2 separate regions of the Anas platyrhynchos genome follow, and region 1 is linked to region 2. A link is a contact called in public Hi-C data. All regions are on one chromosome and are shown on one strand. The core of a region is the stretch at or near the end of the contact, and the rest is flanking DNA. Distances in the headings are between cores, read along the strand shown. Region 1 has its middle 17 kb from the start of CASTOR2. Region 2 overlaps RCC1L (RCC1 like).

Region 1 (5,539 bases), core at 2,362-4,861, 150 kb before region 2:
GTGGGCAGTTAGCCTGGGCCAACAGCTGCCAGTGTAAGTCAGCTTTGCAGATGGCCAAAAAAAATATATTTTTTTTTAAGTCAGGCTTCTAGAATTGTGCTGGAGCTCTGATGGGTGTGTACAGACAGCCATAACGTCAGGCTGATACCCCTGGGATAGTCCCTGAGCTGAATACACTTCCATCTGTAGGTCAGATTTCCTCTCACAAAGAGACCGTGTATCTGAGGTTCTGCTGCAATTTGTCCAAGTGAGAACAAATATCCATTTTCTGTTTTTAAATTAAACAAATGAAAAATCAGGGAATATGGCTATGCTATTTGTGTCTAGAAGCTGAGATAGTACAGCACAGATTCTGCCCCTTTAAAATTATGGTAACACATTACTTGGAGTGTATGTTGATGAGAACTGTATGGGAAGTAGCTAACTGCCTTGGAAGGAGACCTCATTGCCTATTTTGAAACTCTGGAAATGCTTCTATTGCAGGATGAGGGAGGGAAAAACAAAGACCAAGTATACACGAGTACTGATAAAGAGATGCTGTGAATCATCTTTGCAGAGCAATGAGAATGGCAGACTTGCTTTTAAAAATAATATGATTATATCATTTTGCTTCATGGTTCTGCTTATTGTCCCTGAGTTTACTTGGGGAACAAAGGGAAACACTAATATGACAGATAAATCATTGTCTGCCAAAGGGTATAGAGAGCAGTAAAGAAAAGAAGTCATCACTTTTGTTTCCAAAGCCAAAAGCTCTCTGGCAAATTCAAGGTCACCCATGGGTGCTGGGTAGAAGACGAATGACTCGGTGGTGGTTGAGAGGGTGTTTGCTGCAGTGCCCGAGTTCACACCATGCAGTCAGAGTCATCTGTCTTCTGGAGGCCTCCTGAACAACCACGGTGAGGCCAAGGTCACTGAAAACTGCTTGGATAATAGATGTTTTCTCCATAGTAAAGGGCAGGGAATTGCTGAATAGGACAATTAATGGGCACTACTTGGGAGTGGGAAGGTGAGAGGAAAGGGTCAGGTGAGCTTTTCTCAACGAAAAGTTTAGCGATTTCCTTTCATAGCAAATGCTGAATGGAAAAACCACAAAAAGGGGGAGCAAAAACACCTTTCAGAGTAAATTGGCTACATCAGACTAGGTGCAAACCTCCTGTTGTGTTGTCCATATGTGCCCTATTGACATGCTACATTTTCTTAGCTAGCCACACTTGGAAACCCACTGAAGCTGACACATGCTTAGATGTATCTGATATATTCTAAAAACCAAGCCAATACCTTCAGAACAAATACAACTGCTAGCATAGCTCCTACATGATGGGAAACAAACACTGAGGGGTAGATTCTATGAGTACTTGTAATTATTGCTAACTTTAACTTTTAATTTATTCAGTTTTTTAAATGTATCATCTTGAACATCTGCTATAAAGATATTTGGGGTTTCCAAATGTGAACAGAAACCAATGAGATCAAAGGATTAAAAAATCTCATTAAAAAAGAATGTTCACTTCTGCACTGTCATACAAAGTTTCATTTCTAAGAATTACTAATACACTCAAATGAAACTGAGGATCCCAAATTTCCTTAACACTCTGGAAAATATTATGGTTACTGTTTTGCCTAACCCTGATTTCTCAGTCCCAATAGGTTCGTGCAATGGAGTCAGTGTGGAAGAGAGACTGCAAAATACATTCCTGCTCTCCTAACATTGATTTAGTGGCCATTTCCCTTAAAGAGTGAAGTTACAAAATCGGGCATACTTTTATGCCAGGGAAAATTCTTTGTGGCTTAGCTGATGCAGAATTAACTGTGCTAGCATAGCTATCCCTCTTTCACTCCTTAATCTAAAATTAAAGTGACTTTTATTTTGCAGAGATAGGTCTGGAGCTGTGCTGGGTAACTGAACTGCACTGAAAGGGGTATTGTGAAATAGTTCCTTTGTAGTAGCTATGGAGCTCAGTTTCCCTTAGGTATAGAAAGGCCCTCGTATATTCAGTATCCCAACAGCTCTTTAAGTAAATCAATGTATTTCTTTCTTGAAATCCTGCAAAACGAATTTGAAAATCCAGCTGGGTTATGTATGTAACAAATACTCTCCATCTTCAAGGAACTTGCATTGAATTAGGAAGAAGACATGTAGGAAAAAAGAAAAAAAAACACCTCAGGGTGGGGAAAATGCTAAACTGAACTGTAAACAAAATAAAAAGCCAAAGCTGTAATGAAGAATACAATTGAGAAATATTTTCCTATTAGATACCAGAAACTATTCTTAAAGCTCTACAAACTCCTTTGCCTTGTTTTCTTCCCAGTGCATACAGGCTGATTTCTAACGAAATATGATCCCAGTGAATCCTGGGCTTATGGTTGCACTGACCCCATGAATCTTGTTTTTAAGGGTATTCTGTTAAGCCTTCTGGAAGATATTTGTTGTCTTTCATTGCTGCCTTCAAAAATAACTTTTCAATTTATAGAGACTGCAGTACATCTGACCACTTTTATGCATGTGCTTCAGTTCGTGTGCTCAGCAGAGCCTTCAAGCACATGCTAAGTCCCTTTGATATCAGGAAGACTTTAAGAAGGGGTTAACAGTAAGCACATGCTTACGGGCTCTGGTAGATGCTCACAGATGACTGTCACAGTTTGGGGCATCATCTCTGTTGTTTGTACCTCTTCTAGGCCAGAACCTTCTGCTGAACCACAGCAGTGGACGGGGAACCCGTGCAGCGCCGAGTCCCAAAGCCCTGTGCACGTCTCTGCCTGTGCCTCCTGTCTGCTGCCTGCACAGGACCCTGCAATTACGCTCGGTGCCTGCGTTGTCGGGTTTGCTGGTTTCAGGGAAGCTTACCATACACAAAGAGGAGCTATTTGTTTAAATGGGTCTGTAGGGAAAGATGACTGCAATAATTGCAGGCTGTTAAATATGCACGTTTGAAGGTTAATTCATGTACTGCATTCAAAGCCAAATATCCAGGACAGATGACTGTTTTTAAAAATAGCCTGGTTATTACAAAACAAACAAGGGAATATAGATGAAACAGCAAAAGCCCACCTGATTCCAGTACTATAAAATGTCAGTGACATACAGTAGGGGCCCTCATGCCTATTTAACTATTGCTTTTCTTCCAGAAGGTGTCAGAAACAAGCCTGTGCGCTGTCAGGTTTAGGCACTCGTAGTGTGCTGGTACTAGGATGGGGGGAGGTGGTGGCAGCTCCATATGCCTGAACTTTTTTTTCTTTTTTCTTTTTTCCTGGATGTGAAAGTTTTGTGTCTGAGTGTGATTAAATGGAGTACAGCCACGTCAATCATGCGCATGTCCAGGGCAGTTGTTCCAGTACTAATTCCTCAAGGCTTGCGATCAGAAAGCGGAGAGCTGTGTGTACAGAACAACATATAGCACAGCAGGGGGAAAGAACAACTATCTTGCAAATGTATACATACGTGTCTATATGCAGGACATAGCTGTGAAACGCTGACCTTTTCATTCCCCCTAGAAAGTACTGGCAGTACTAGCTTCTTCATTTCCTTTTCTGCTGTTTGCTGTATGAGCTGCAGCAGTGTGGCCTGGCTGCTGCTTTGTAGTTTGTGCTCCCAGAGCCAAATATTGGTCCCAGTGAAACCAAGGGAGCTCTGCCCTGCAAGGGAGGGGGAAACTCTCTGAGGAAGATTACAACTTGGCCTTGATAGTATCCAGTAGATGTAGCCAGCAACATAAATCTAATGGCAGAGCTCTGTATTTCCTTCTAAACGCAGCTCTCCTGAGGGTTAGTTGGTGGGATGTGCATTTGTTTTGATGTTTGTTAGATGATATTATCATGACAGAGGGTTGTTTTAAAACCAGATACTGCATTTACACAGATCTTATGTGCATCACTTATAAAGATAATATACCCTCTGCAACCAGCTGAAATTGGAGGCAGAGCCAGGGAAATGACCTGGCTGGCTGTTCAGTGAGCAGAATATTTCCCTGTGAGCACTGGTTGTAGCCAACATTGCTTTCCTGTTGATAGGAGTATGTGTGAGGTATGTGCTTTCTGCAGCAAGAGTGTTTGGTCTTCAGCTTTCCAATGAACTGTGGAGCTTGTCTGTGTCCCCATCATGTGCCACCCCCCAGACCCCCCGCCCCCAGTCTTCTCAACAGTAGAATTCGTTCCCTTTGTTGCAGACCAGTTCCTGAGCAGTTCCAGTCTAACAGTGGTGTCAGCAACAGTCGTTTATTTTACTGTGGATGAATAAATTAAATAAATGGTTTGCCAGTGTTTCCTTATGGAAATTATATTGTCTTCAAGGCCTGACCCTAAGAAATAATGAGCTTCTCCATTTGATATGAGTAGGCATATGCCGCTCTTCATATTGAGTTCTTAATGTGCTTTCTGAGACAAAATGTAAGTGGATCATGGAAGCAGGTACATCCCTGATGCTTGTGGCCTTCTGGGTCTCATCTGTCCATCTGGGGCCCCGTGTGTGCCTTCTTCCTTTGTCTCTTTGATGAGCAGTAACACAGCCAAGTACAGAATGTAATCGCTTGTCTTTTCTCAGGTGTAGAGCAGAAGCAAATCTTGTTTGTAAGGTGAAAGTCTTTGATAGAGAGAGAAGGTTTGACAGGTACCCTTAATTATACTTTTTTGCTTAAAAATGTATAGGTGAATGTTTTAAATGTGTGCAGCACATTGTCATCTGCCTGTACAAACTTCTGTTCAACAAACAACTGTGGACGTGACCCTCTGGAACTATATTAATGTTCATCTGGCAAAGTTCTGGAATTTCATAATCATATAGTTGTCACCAAGATCTTTTTCTTTCCCTTCTCTCTATTTTTATATTAATGGCATCTGTATTCTGTGAAGGTTTTGCTATACTTTGCTGCTGCATAATGAAAAATGATGAAAAGTCAGCAAGCCCATACTGAAAGAAAGTTCAAGCCATGTGGAGACTTCTGTCCACCTGCTCGGAGAAGAAACGTGTATGCAGGAGTGAGCAGTGAGTCCTGTATTTGGGTGCAGGTTGCAGCATTGTTTTTTGTGGGTTTGAAATTTGCAGGTGTGGAGAGGGAAGAAAGTAAACAGCAGCACTGACACTTGGAAGGTGCAGTTAGGAAATCTGGCTTATACTCTCGCACAAAAATTTACCGTTTTCCAAGTCATAACCATGGAAAGTCGACAGCATGCATTTTATACATTTTATGTATATCATCAATATAGGTTCAGAACAAGATAATGCACAATGGTTAAAGCCACTCGATGTACTCTTCTTGTATTCCTCACTGAAGAGCATGTAAAAAGATATTAGAGTGGCAAGTGAAATACAACAACATGCTTTGTTCTGTCCTGATTTGTCAAGGGCATGTGGACTGCATTGTTCTGTTGTCGTTTGGAGGGCAGTATTTTCTCTGTGCTTCCTCTGAGGTTACCGGAGTGTCTCATGAAGGAGAAGCACCCAGGTGGCTTTGAGCACATACCTGTCTCTAGCACCCTTCAGCACACTTGCTCAGTAATTCAAGGCTCATAGATAGTAAAAGGATGTTCTTTCTTGAGAGGTTAT
Region 2 (5,331 bases), core at 1,480-3,979:
TTTGGACTTGAGAAGCAGCCTGGATTTTCCCCAAACGCCCAGGATTGCCCGTAGTCATAGCAGTGCCCCAGATTTCCAGCAAGCAGAGGGGCTCCTGGTGCAGCATCTTCCCAGCGTCACCCAGGGTCTTGCCCCTGGCTGCTCCGGGTGGCCCAGCGGGGCAGCCCAGGGGCACACAGACCTTGGGGACCTTAAAGCCCCTTGTTTAGGTACCGCTGTCTCTGTAAAGTGAGTGAGATCCCGCTGCTGACCCCCGACACCCACCTGCCTGGCAGAGGCTGGGCTGGGGACAGGGGCACCCTCAGCACCCCGACCTCCCGCAGCCCCGCTCGGGACCCTTCATTTGGGGGAGTACAAAAAAAAAAAAAAAAAGCATTTTTATTTTTTCCCCCCTTTAACTACCAGACTGATGCAAACCAAGGCAGGGGCTCACCCTGAGCTGTGGGGGGGCTGCTGGCACTGGGGAGGCTGTGGGGCTACGAGGTGCAGGTGGCCCTGATACGGTGACACTTTCAAGCCCACTGCTGCCCAAGGGGCTCGGGCTGCAGCCAGCACAGTGCCCCGGGCGCGATGCGTGGAGCTGAGAAGTGGAGGCTTTGCTTTCCCAGCGAGTGCACACGCTTCTTTTCTTTGCTGGTCTTACGCTGAAAAGCTGAGATTTATGTACTGTATGGGGAAAAAAACAAAACAAAACAAAAACACACAAAACATACACAGAAAAAAAAAGAAAAAAAAAAACTAATGTTCCAAAACAAATGACAGTATATTTTGTACTTTGTAAAGTGTTAATTAAAATGAAAAAGAAAAAAAAATGAAACATACGCTGTCTGCTTTTGTACTGATCAAACTGATGAAAATAAAGCAGAGCTTGGCATTGTCTTTATAAGATGTAGCTCGCTTTTTTTTTTTTTTTTTTTTTTTTAAGATAGATCAGCCCATTTTTGACACTTCTGGCCAAATTTAAAGAGCATGTACCTAAGAATTTGGTATGGGATCATTAACCTTTGGTATGGGACCATTAACCTGAACATTTTCCAGACGAAAATTTTCATCTGGAAACAAGCACCAAGTGTTGGTGACATGCACCCTTAGTGCTGTGCCTTGAGAAAAAGCCATTGCAACACAAAACCAGCCCCTGTGGTCTCCCAGGCACATGGCTACTCACAAAAGAGACTGGGGTCTTGGGGTAAATGTGCAGGATTTTGGCTGTAAAACTGGAGCTTAGACTCCTAAAACTCCATTTGCTGATGGGGCCCTCTCATCAGTGGTTCTCCACCTTTACCCAAAGAGGCACAGACGCTGGGGGGTGGCCCAGCACACCACAAAAAAACACCACAAAATCTGGAGTGTGATGAGTCACGCCGAAGGAACATCGTTCCAGCGGCATTTCGAACGCCCCAGGCTAATTATTAGTTCTCTGAGTCACTTGTTTTTGAAGGATCCTGTGGAGAAAAGAGCTCACCATAACGTAGCAGGTGCCTAAAATAACTGGTTTCGGGGGCTCCGATTTGCCCCATCGCTGGGCTGGCTCCAGAGTGGAAATTCGGGTGAGTCCCTTGTCCTGCCCTGCCGCAGCCCACCGGGGTGCTTGGGGTGGTTCGTGCACGGCTCTGCTCAAGCAGCTCGTCCCGGGCTGCTTTCAGGCTATTTTAAGCCCAAACTGACAGCGCAAAGGTGTTTGGAGGGCGAATTACTCTTGCTAATCAATGCAAAATCAAGGAGGTTATTTTAGCTCTGATTTGAGCTGCTCCCCGTGTGCGTCTTGCGCCCACCCCTCTCTGCAGGTAGGTATATTTAGGGCTGGCTCGTCTGCGGCTCTGCAGGACGAAATGGTGCAAAGCTGCCTCCAGGCGCATCGTTCCCAGCTCCCCAGAGGGGTCCCTGCCCCTTGGCAGTGCTCGGACACGGCCCTGACCCATCCTGGGGGCGGCAGGAACCCCTCAGGACACAGCTTCCTTTGACTGGGGGTGGAAAGTAATTACTTTTCTATTATTTGCATCCTTTTTTATTTTGATACGTTCATCTTTATTGCCTTCTCAGTAGAAAACCAGTGCAGGGAAGGTTGTTGCTGGTTTATGAGGGCTGTGACAAGCGCCCCAGGAGTTCTCTGCTCATCCCTTCCCTCAGCACTTGGGGCCCAATGCGGGATGTGCTGGAGACAGGGCAGGAGAGCAGCCCCTGCACACACCCTGTTGGCAGCCGGGCAGCCTCAGGCTGTGCTGCATGAGCTGCCCAGCACGTGCAGCCTTTCACTGGCAAGTACAGGGGGAACTGGTGTCAGTCTGCCTCTGGAAACCAGCCCCGTTTTGCAGACAGTGCAAGATGCTGAATAACAAAGTGACAGGTGCCACGTTCAGTGGCTCTTGACAAGCTCTAACCTGATCTCATCACTCCAGCAACGCCCCTGTAACCAAAACGAGGGTTGGGTTTGATACTTGCCAGACCACAGGTCTCTGCCACCAACCCTATTCCCACCCCACTGTGTGTTAGTGAATGCCCACAGCCACTGCAGTGAAATTGCAACCCTCCCCAGTGCATTAAGCCATGTAACACTTCTATTCAGGGCTAAAGACCTTGCTGGCATTTAATTAACACACAGACTTTGCAATTTATTGCACAGCAAGACTGCAAGACAAGCAGGTAGGACATGGCACCAGGCCCCAGCCCAGCTCTCCAAGAGGCCGGAGCAGCGCTGGTGGCAGAGCAGCTGCAGGCCTGCAGAGGGCCCAGGCACCGAGCTGCAATCCTGCAGCCCCGGCAAACAGCAGCGTGCCCGAGGGAGTTGTTACAAACACCTTCCTTGCCAGATCTTTTTGTATTTATTTCCAATGCTTTAATAAGCTTCCTCATGTAAAAAGGGCACAGCTGCTCCCAGGAGGCCAACACGACACATTTGGGCAACTCAGGCTGCTCCCAGCAGCTGCAGAAGGTATAAATCAGGGCTCAGTTAATGGGAAGGCACAGCAGTGAACTGTCACAATCCAACATTCACAGATTGCTCTGCCCCAACCCACCACCACAACGCAAGGCTCAGAGCAATGTTAAGAGTAGCTCAAAGACAGGGTGGACTGCAAACTTTGGTTCACCTTCGTGATAGTTCATGTGAAGTCCTCCATAAGTTACTGCCTCAGCACAGAGCTCAGCCCCAAGCTCTGGTCAGGCTAACACAAAACCGATTTGGTACAGAAATCCAGCTAAGGGAGCTAAATACGGCACCCTCAGGAGCGTGGCTACTGGCCTACAGCAGTAGGGCTCCTCCTGGGGGAGGTATCACAGGTGACAGAAGTTCCTGCCACACCACACCAAAATGCCTGAATTTAAACACAGAACAGCCCCTCTGTGAAGTCAAATAACATTTCCATTATTAAGAAACAAAGATACAAAGACTTAATCACTTTATTTATAACAAATGCTTGCATTTTGCAAAAATAATAATAATAAACATATATTTAAAAATGTTATTATTTATTTATTTTTACAAAGCAGGAGTACCCCATACATAACTGACACAGCTACACCTGAGGTTGGGAGCATTTCACAAGGACCGTCCCACACTTGTGTGTGAGGCACATGCTGCTGCAGGCACATGCAGCTGCTGCTTCCCATCTCCTTTAGCTCACTGCACCCTAGATGAGCTTAACACAACTCCTCTGCTAAAAAGGCACCACAAAACAAGGCTGTGCCTACAGCCGGCTAAGGCTCACGCACTGCAGGAGAGCCAGGCTCAGCCCAGGGGCTCTTTGCAACTCAGAGCCCCCGTAACCCCAGGGACGAGGACTGCCAGGACTGCCCAAAAATCAAAGGCAGCAGTTTGTGATCAGCACACGGAGACCACTATGTGACAGTGAGTGCTGCTTATTTCCACTGCCTGAACATCAGCCCCACGTGCAGCTCAGAGGGACCTTTATGGAAGTAGGCTGGAAACAAAGATGCTGGACTGGCCCCTGCCCTTGGGCCTGTGCTTCCACAGCAGCAGCACTTTCCCCCTGCAGACAAGTTCCCACTCTCCCAGCGGGACAAACGTGTTCCCTGGATGTTCCTTGGCTGTTCAGTCTGCAGTGCACACGCAGAGCCTGTGGCAGGTGGCGTGCCCAGGGCTGTCTGCAGGCCCCTGGCCGTGTCCAGCTTCCACAGGGAACAGCAGCCTGGGCAGAGCACAGCGGGGGGGGATGCTGAGCAGAGCTGTGCTGGACTCCAACAGCCAGAATGAGTTTTCTTCCGCATAAAAAACTAGTAACTGTAAAGCTTTCCCTGGGGAAATAGCTTGGCTCAGTCCAATGCTGACACCCCAGAGCTGGTGACAAAGAAAGCACCCGTAAACGAATGCCCTGTGCTACAGATTTCACCTCACACCAGTCTTCCCTGAGGGAGATCTCTTCATCCTCACACACAGGATGCACCAGCTGCGGGCTGGGCCTCAGCCTCTTTGGGAGCTTGTCAGGAAGCAGCCAGAGCACTCCGTGCACTGCTGCCCTCCTCAGGGAGCATCCTTCCCTCCCACAGGCAGGCCGGGATGTTTCAGCAACGCAGAGATGAGAACACCCCGAGGCACTGCAGGGGCTGTCCCTGCCCACAGTCACTTCTTGCCTGGCTCCATGGAGCGAGTTTCCCTTTCCCAGACGCTCATCACCGAGCTCCCCGTCTTCAAGGCGCAGCGCCGAGGCCCAACAGCATTGCTAGGTGAAAGATTTAACCATGCTCACCATGTGATCCACGCCACACGCAACATCCACCACCTCACCGGGCACAGTCACCTGCATCAGAGCACAAGAGCAGATTATTTCTCAAGCCGGTACCTTGCACCCTATTTCCTATTTCTCATTCTCCCCCCACCCCCTCCCACTTAATATACCAGTTGCTTTTACAGGAACTCGCACCAACAGACTAGTCAGCTTGAGAACGCAGAGAAAGCAAGATCCAGCACCAGACGTGCCTGTGCATCAAACTGCCAAATATTCCCCTTCCCCCCTCTCAGGAGGGCACAAAGCTCAGGAAGGACAGAGAGAACCATCTCAGCAGCAGCCAGTGAGGAGACCAAAGCCTCAGCCCATCTGCTCAGCAGCAGCACAACCGACCAGAGCAAAATGCAGACAAGAGGATGAGGGCCTGCCCAAGCACCACAAGGATTAGCCTCTTCTCTCATCAGCAAGGACAGGAGAGATGCAAGAGCTTGGCTTCGCCTCAGGCAGTTTTTACTTTGCTGCTAAGCAGACCCAGCTCACCAACCAGAGCAGTTGCACTTCTTGCACTTCAAGTACACTTACAGCTCAAGGAAAGCTGAAGCTACAGAGGGCAAGATGCAAGCTTTTCCTCTGAGCTAAGGGAAAGTAG

What was found. Hi-C and Micro-C count contacts between places; a contact is called where the count stands out from the background.
Region 1: a Hi-C map of subcutaneous adipose tissue shows a contact between it and region 2, with 1.8 times the contacts expected there. The contact joins two enhancer-like sites. A contact is called at or near these places in 2 of 8 Hi-C or Micro-C datasets (liver and subcutaneous adipose tissue).

Annotation. Positions count from the first base shown.
Region 1 is chr20:8,811,748-8,817,286 of IASCAAS_PekinDuck_T2T, reverse strand. No RefSeq gene overlaps it. Among named protein-coding and RNA genes, the nearest start is that of CASTOR2, 17 kb to the right of the region's middle. Within about 2 kb of position 3,611, at least 1 of the 8 cell types and tissues checked has an H3K27ac peak or open chromatin away from gene starts, as enhancers often do. A contact at or near this core is called in subcutaneous adipose tissue, where this site is marked.
Region 2 is chr20:8,664,724-8,670,054 of IASCAAS_PekinDuck_T2T, reverse strand. It overlaps RCC1L (RCC1 like), which reads right to left. Exons shown (of 11, transcript XM_027445996.3): 11 at 3,379-4,754. The coding sequence ends at 4,677. Among named protein-coding and RNA genes, the nearest start is that of RCC1L, 17 kb to the right of the region's middle. Within about 2 kb of position 2,729, at least 4 of the 8 cell types and tissues checked have an H3K27ac peak or open chromatin away from gene starts, as enhancers often do. A contact at or near this core is called in subcutaneous adipose tissue, where this site is marked.